Regions from separate parts of the Zea mays genome. Here region 1 is linked to region 2. Evidence: chromatin contacts called from public Hi-C data. All regions are on one chromosome and are shown on one strand. Each heading gives the region's core, a stretch centred on a gene start, on an enhancer-like site or on the middle of the called end of the contact. The rest is flanking DNA. Distances are from core to core; before and after follow the strand shown. Region 1 holds the start of LOC100383636 (Serine/arginine-rich splicing factor SC35). Region 2 holds the start of LOC100283157.

Region 1 (4,060 bases), core at 252-2,751, 560 kb after region 2:
TCAGGAAACTGTCAAGTAGGATCTGTAGGTCCTCCTATGTGACTATCTTCTTTGTTTCTCCGCATGGCTGCATTTGTGCTCAACATCCCGCCTCCCTTGGCCACATCCACCTCGCCCGATGCCCTGACGATATGGTTTACAATTTCATTTTTACTGTTCAAAATTTCTATTTTGACCAAAATTTGACTTTTATATATTTTTTGAATTTGGAACTGAAATATATAATTTTTCGAACCGAAATTTCAATTTTGTATAGCACTAAAAACGAAAAAACTACAAAATCTGCTAAATTTCAGCCAAAATTGCTAACCTTGCCTGACAACCTTATGGTCTTTATCTTGGTCCTTCCTCCACCATCGCCCCTACGTCTACGTCCTTAGCAATCGTACTCTCCATTTTATTCCTTTTTGAAAGCTTTCTTCATTGGCCAATACCAAAAATTAGTGAGGCCATGTTTGAAAGCTTAGTATCTTTACATTTTTAAGGCAATAATATGATATTGAATGATACTATGGTATTGGAAGCTAAAATATGTTTGATTTTACTAGTAAAACATAATTTCAATTACCATGATCTACCTAAAACTATAGTATTTTATAGTTTTGGAAACTCCACACATGTCTCGTGTCCACCCCATACCGCACTGTTATATCAGCACGTGCTAGGGAGCAAATACTAAACAATCCTCAAAATTTTTGAAAACCGTGATTTTAGTGTGGTTTTGAAAACCGCAGTACTTTTGTCATGAACAAATGTAAACCATAGTATTTCAAAATTGTAGTATCTAAAAACTTTGCTACCAATACACCCTGAATTGTATAGTAGATGTTTGAGTACAAGGGCCTATTTGGAAGTGAAGTATTTTTTTTACTTTTTAGTGAATATTATGGTTTTTTATGTTATAAGGTGTTTGGTTACATTTATGAAAACTATATTTTTGAAACCATGGTATTTGAAAAGCTGACCAAAATTATAATATTATCATTGCAAAGTATAATTATACGGAAAAACAAGAAACAACAAAATACTTCACTCTCCAAAGAGAGTCAGAGTCAGGCCAATTTGATGTGAAACAAATGAGCCTGTTTGGTTAGGACCTCCCAGACACTTGACTACCATACAAGGAATCATAGCTCTACTCAAAATCCAAATATCCAATGCATAATGTATTAATGCATGGGGCTGTTTGGTTCGTGCCTAAATGTGCCACACTTTGTCTAAGGTTAGTCGTTCGAATTGAAGAACTAACCTTAGACACAAAAGTTAGGCAAAGTGTGACAACTTAGGCATCAAACCAAACAGACCTATAATCTATGCCTCGGCCAGGCAATTTCGGCTCCAAACCAAACAAAAAAGCAGGAGTGCCTGACCACTGGCTAAAAGTTCGTATGCAAGGGGCCCACTTGTCGCACCGTGCCGCGTGCGTGCAAGCCTAGAAGACTCGGCAGCTTTTGCGGCCCCGTTCTCTTCCCCATCCCCTCTTCCCTCTCTAGCCTTCCACCCTTCATCCACCAGCCGCTCCTCGAGCACCCCCGTCCCGCGCCGCCTCCGGCTCCGGCGAGATGTCACGCTTCGGTCGATCCGGCCCGCCGCCGCCGATCCGCGACACGTACTCACTCCTCGTCCTCAACATCACCTTCCGTGAGTTCCCCTCTTCCCCGCTTCTGTTTCCGTTCTCCAGATTCCAGCTACCCTACGGGCTTTGAATTGGCGCCTCATCTGTGTTTGGGTGCCTCGCAGGCACAACTGCTGATGACCTCTTCCCTCTCTTCGACAAGTACGGCGAGATTGTCGACATCTACATCCCAAGGGACCGCCGGTGAGCGCGAGTCGAACAGGCTAAGGATGTTTCTATCTACGATTCGAGAGTTTTGCTTGCGTGCGATGGCTGAGTACCTGGTGTAGAATATGGAATTAGGGATCGACGCTCGTGTGCGTGTGTGCGATAACACCGATTTGCGAGTGCTCATCTAGGGTTATGGTTGTAGGACTGGTGACTCGCGCGGATTCGCGTTCGTGAGGTACAAGTACGAGGACGAGGCACAGAAGGCAGTTGAAAGGCTCGATGGTGAGTTTAGTTTGAGGTTCTCGCCTCTGTAGAAATCAGTGTGCTCCATGTGTGGTTTTAGATTGTATGTTGTTCAACTGTGCTGCGTTTTATTTGCAGGGAGATTGGTAGACGGGAGGGAGATCATGGTGCAGTTTGCCAAGTACGGCCCAAATGCTGAACGGATGTAAGACATCAGTTTTGTTCTCTGTGCTGTGTTTGTTCTTGAGATCTTCAATGATTAACCTAGTTCATGAGATCTTCAATGACTATTCTAGTTCTTACTTGCCATTTTAAATCCTAAATGCAGTTCTTATCGTATATTTGTTGGATAGGTACGTTAGGCAGTAGTGAGACCTTTTGCCATGTACCTCAGTACAATACTGTGTTAGAGCAAAGAGACAACACTAGTTTGTATAACACTCATAATGCTATATATATAAATGCTGTTTTAGTTTGAACCTCTGTATGGGTTTACTTGTTTTGGATTTTAATAATCAGGTATAACGTACAATTTATTTAGTCATGTTGGTTCCTTGTGCAATATTACAGCCACTTATGCTGCCACAGCATTTCTTGGTTTATCTTTATTTATTTATTTTTCTTTCATTTTGTCTTCTATGTTGGTAATTCACTAACAAGAACACAGTAAACTGCGGTTTCATTTTAGTATATCATACTTATTAAGGCGTCGCTAAAGTGTCGCTTAAGCGTTAAGGTGCGCGTAGATGGCAAGGCGTCCTGCTCGCCTTGCCCGCGGACGTAAGACGCGGTGCGGCGGTGGAGGTTGCAGGCATGCGGCGGGATGGGGAGCCGCTGGCGCCGCAGCCGAGCGTGAGTGGGGGAGGGGGCAGAAGATGGAGAACACACAGAGCACTGCATCGGCGGCGGCTGCTGTGTGGCTGTGGTGGAACCTCGGTTTGTGCTGAGTTAATGGGCTTCTAGATGGGTCACCAAATAAAAGTCCATACCATTCTTTTTTTCCTTTTTCTTTTCCACTTCTTTTTTTTCTTTCTAACATCCTTTGACAGTTTATAATTCAAAAAAAATTACTGGATTCTTTGAGTTCTGTATGTTAGGGACCCATTAAAGTGTTTTAGGACCTAATTTTGAGTGCAAACACCTCATCTTAACTCTATATTTTCCTATATTTATATATGAGTAAGGCGTCACCTCGCCTCGCCTTACGTCTTTCCGCTTAAAAGGTGAAAAGGGGATTGCTTGCCTTAACTCGCCTTATTGCCTTAATAACTATGATAAATATGACATGTCCTATTTTTTCATGTAAAAAAGTTTTTAGGGCCACATGATGAGCAGAATAAATTAGTTAAATCATCATATGTGATGTCTCTTAGGAACACACCGAGCATCCACAACTTTTCCTTTAATTGCTTTCACAGGAAAGCATCCTAGTGTGAGTTTCTCAAATATCTACTGTTGTAGCGTTAATTTCTCTGCTTTTATCGTCCATACTGAATCCTTGCATCTTTCACAGTAATAAAGGGAGAATAGTGGAGCCAGTTCCAAGACCAGGGGGGCGTTCCAGGAGTCACAGTCCAAGACGGAGGTATAGCAGCGCCATCATTTTCTGAATGTTATATGGACATGTTTTTTCTGTTCTTCAAAATTTATAGAAAAGTGATACCCACCACTGTATTTTAACTTCACTAAGACTGTCTCCAGTAGATAGGGTAAAATAGAGAACGCAGAACTGTAGATGACACTGTTTGCAAAGTGGAGTTTGAAATAAGGGATAAGATGGGTCCACGGTTATTTAGAACTATTTCTAAGCAAAGGGCTAATCGGAGAACAGTATTGGACGCTCTTTCCAATCACAGCTGGATTTCGGATATTCAGGGGGGTCTTTCAGTGGGTGTTATCAACGAGTACCTCCTCCTATGGGATTTATTAGATTTGGTTCAGCTAAGACCTCATGTGGATGACAAGCATTTCTTTCGCCTTGCTGCCAATGGAAAATATTCTTCCAAGGAAGCTTATAGGGGTTTCTTTATT
Region 2 (3,626 bases), core at 609-3,108:
GTCAACCTGCTTGTTTGCAAATATAAGTATTGGCGCTCCATGCAGATCTTCATGGCGGAGAACTTTCTCTGCAATAAAAAGTTCAAAACATTCACTACAGTAATGAATTAACTACCACAGTTTACCAGTTCTAGCTAGTATGTACTTTTTTTAGCGGAAAACTACTCTATACTATGATTGCTAATACAGGTAACAGAAAAAGTACACGATAATTTTGTGACTGTAGACAAATGAACCAACTTACCGAGAGCAGATTTAGCATCCTCAAATGATGATGCAGAAGCAGAGTCGATAACATATATTACAGCATGGGCTTCCTCATAATATTTCTCCCATATTGTTCGTAGGCCAGGCTGTTAAAATATTGTATTAGTGTAAGTTTTTTTTTTGCAACAAATTGGCACCAAACAACAGATGCAGATCAAGATCTCCGCAGCACTGAAATACAAGCTTATAAATAATACTCCAAATTTAGAGAAAATGTTCCTGTGGAACAACATCAGAATACGATCACTAGATGCCCCCATACAAGCCCTTGTTGATTTCTTTAAATTCCATGTGGAGCAACATGAAAACATCACCATTCTCTGATTACAAGCACACACTTAAATACTCTCGAAACTATAGCAGAGTACCAGACCACGTAAGCACACTGATTATGTGGTAAAAATTGGGATCCAAGCATTTCTGTTTGCAAATTGAAATGAGTTCTATGCTTCTGTCACCAGACAGTATAACAAGGACATGTAGAATCAACATGCATGATTCTAACTTAAATTAACCGGCAGCCTATTGACCAAAGCATTAATAACCGCATAAATTGTTAAATGGTGAAGTTTCGACGAAGAGATTGCAACTGAGGAACTTTTGGTCTGTAATTCTCCAGGGAAAGTCGTACCTGGCCTCCCAGATCCCAGAAAACAAGCTTTACATTTGCATCTTCAATACGCCCAATATTAAGGCCAACTGTTGGAACAATACGATCATGCGGAAGCCCTTCTCCCTTCAAGTAGATCGACTTCAACTTTTCTAGCAAGGTCTACATGGCAATGTTTCAACATTAAGTTTTAACACGGACCTGGTTCAGATAAATACGAAATGGACTCAACCTAATCCCAGCAACCCATGAACTGCAAGGAACTGTAGATGGGAAAAACTGTAGACAAGCTTCAGAAGAATTACCGTCTTGCCAGCCTTATGAACTCCGAGGATAAGCACATGGAACTCTGCCTTGCTGAAGACGTGCTTCCATAGACCATAGAACAAGGAGAACATAGTTGTAAGTGTAAGGTTCTGAGCTCCCCCAACCAGCTACCCACCACCTGAAATATTGACATCAAGTCACACATATTTCTCAACCACGATCCACAGCTTGCATCGCATAATCAATTCAGAAATTGGCCACGAAATGCGGCGGGTCGCCTACAAAATGCCAAGGATCATGCCTGCTCAATTGCCAACCGCCCACCCTCACCAACCACAACCGAATACTTGCAGACAAATCGGCAACAAAGTGGGCGGATGGATCAGACCACTCTCATACCAGAAAGGAAACTTCGACTCGAGCGTTCGCGACAAAAAAAAAAAAAATCCGCAGAAAACAGAAGGAACGATCGGTCGGAAAGCAAAGGCTTCCTAACCAAGGAACGAAGCGGTCGACCCGGTTCAGGCGGATGATCCCCGCTCCACGGCAGTGGCGTCGAGGAGGAAGGGGTAACGCCGACGCGCGCAGTTGGCTGGATCTGGATCGAGGTGGGTCCGTGGGTCTCGTCGTGCTCGCAGAGTCGCGGTCGCGGGGGGAGGGAGGGCGGTGGCGGGCCTTGCCAAGCCGAGCCGAGCCAACGGGAACCGGTTCCTTCCCGGTGGCCTGTGGAAGGTGGACTCAGGCGAAAGGTGGAGCAACAACCCACACCCACGCACGGACGAACGGTGGGCCTAGACAAACTAGAAGATGGGACCATGTAAGTTAGTATATCAGGCCCAATGAACCCTTCGCCAGCCCAATGGGCCTTACATTTCCGTACTTCCTTTCTCTTCTCGGCTCCCGACTCCCCCGAGTCGTCGTCTTGTCGGGTCTTCAAGCCACACCAAACCACACTGCGACACACAGTAGGCGAGGCGAAGGAGAGGCAAGGCGGCGCGGCGGGCAAGGTACACCTCTTTCTTCTCCTAGATCTCACAAGAGTGATGGCCGATCTGTTCTCGTGGGGATCCCGTGCCATTTCGTCGACCGTCCTCGCATGGTGATTTTTTTTCCGGGTCTGAATTCGTAGATTTACTAGGTTGTTTCGCTGGATCGGTCTTTGGCTGCGTACAGTCGCGAGAGGGGACACGCTGATTTGCCGAGATCTCGCGGCTAGGCCACTTTTACATCTCATGACTCCCGAGATCTCTAGCAAGTCCGTTCCAAGGATCTGTTCGGCGGGGGATGATTTAGACTAGCTCGTTGAACTTGTTCACAGATGTGAGCTGGTCTAGTTCAGTTCTGATTGGTATAATTTACAGGTCGCCCCCATTGAGGCCATGTTCAGTACAGCTTTGCCATGTCTATGTCGTTGGACTTTAGCCAGTTGCTAGGTGCACTATATCAAGTTATGAGATGAATATTTTTTCGTTATTATCTAGTTTTATTTAGTTCATTAAAATTAGTGCAAAGTTGGTTGTGTAAGACTGTTGTTATATGCTTTCTTAAGGAGCAGGGTTACCCTTTATATAGAACAAAAAAATGATGCAATTCGTGCACGAAGAATGTCCAAAATTAAATGGAATTGATTTTGTTAGATCATGGTAATTAAGGCGATGCCTACAGGTAGTGCAGCCATAAACCATGATGTGGCTGAAAATTCTGTGGCTGTATTACATCAGCTGTGGCTGATGACCTCTAGCTCTTGCTGTAGTTTTGCATGTCATGAGCATGATATGCTCATTCTTTTGGGCATGCTATCCTGTCCAAAGGACATGGCAACAACCTCTGAAGTTCTGTCACTGTTGCTTCTCTTTGAAATTTAATTCCTGGATGATGCACATGCACCCCTGAATTATCAGAACCCACAGCTATGTGAATGTTGAATGGTTGTTTACTTGTTTAGCGGCGATTAGCACCTTCTTGCAGTTTACTCTTGGCAGTCTAAACTATGGTCATAATTTTCTTAATCATTGGTACACCATCCTACTGCCTACAGCTATCTATCTAACTGTTGGGACTTGGGACACCCTACCCCATCACTGAGCTGCAGGAGGCAGTGGACTTATTTACTTTCTCCTTGTGTGGATGAAGCATCTCAGTATATATTGAGTGGAACATTCTTCAATCGTTGTATACTTTCTCCTTGCGTGGATGAAGCATCTTAGTATATACTAGTAACTGGCGCGCGCCCAACGCGCGTAGGAAAAAAATCATAATATAAGCGATAACATCAAAGGAAAAGGATGGTTTTGCAGCTAAAGATATTGGATTAGAATCTAGTTATTCTTAAGAAAAGAAAGGGACACCCCTATGAAAAATGATAACCACCTCAGTTCTTGATCTGAAAAAATTGTATGAAAAAAATCAAAATAAGATAAGAAATTGTGAGCTTGTGGCAAGTACCAGTGTGCAACACATCTTCAAAAGTGTTTGGACAACA

What was found. A called contact is a pair of places that touch in the nucleus more often than the background predicts.
Region 1: a contact with region 2 is called in a Hi-C map of leaf, with 4 times the contacts expected there. The contact joins the promoter of LOC100383636 here to the promoter of LOC100283157 in region 2.

Annotation. Positions count from the first base shown.
Region 1 is chr7:175,817,719-175,821,778 of Zm-B73-REFERENCE-NAM-5.0, forward strand. LOC100383636 (Serine/arginine-rich splicing factor SC35) reads left to right here and starts at 1,502. Exons shown (of 9, transcript NM_001176284.1): 1 at 1,502-1,641; 2 at 1,741-1,819; 3 at 1,989-2,068; 4 at 2,168-2,234; 5 at 3,543-3,614. The coding sequence starts at 1,563. All of the region lies in intron 4 of LOC103633439, which reads right to left.
Region 2 is chr7:175,258,604-175,262,229 of Zm-B73-REFERENCE-NAM-5.0, forward strand. It overlaps LOC100283157, which reads right to left and starts at 1,859. Exons shown (of 7, transcript NM_001156059.1): 1 at 1,641-1,859; 2 at 1,183-1,322; 3 at 899-1,039; 4 at 245-353; 5 at 7-68. The coding sequence starts at 1,275. It overlaps LOC100274924, which reads left to right and starts at 1,983. Exons shown (of 2, transcript NM_001331157.1): 1 at 1,983-2,151. The coding sequence starts at 1,984.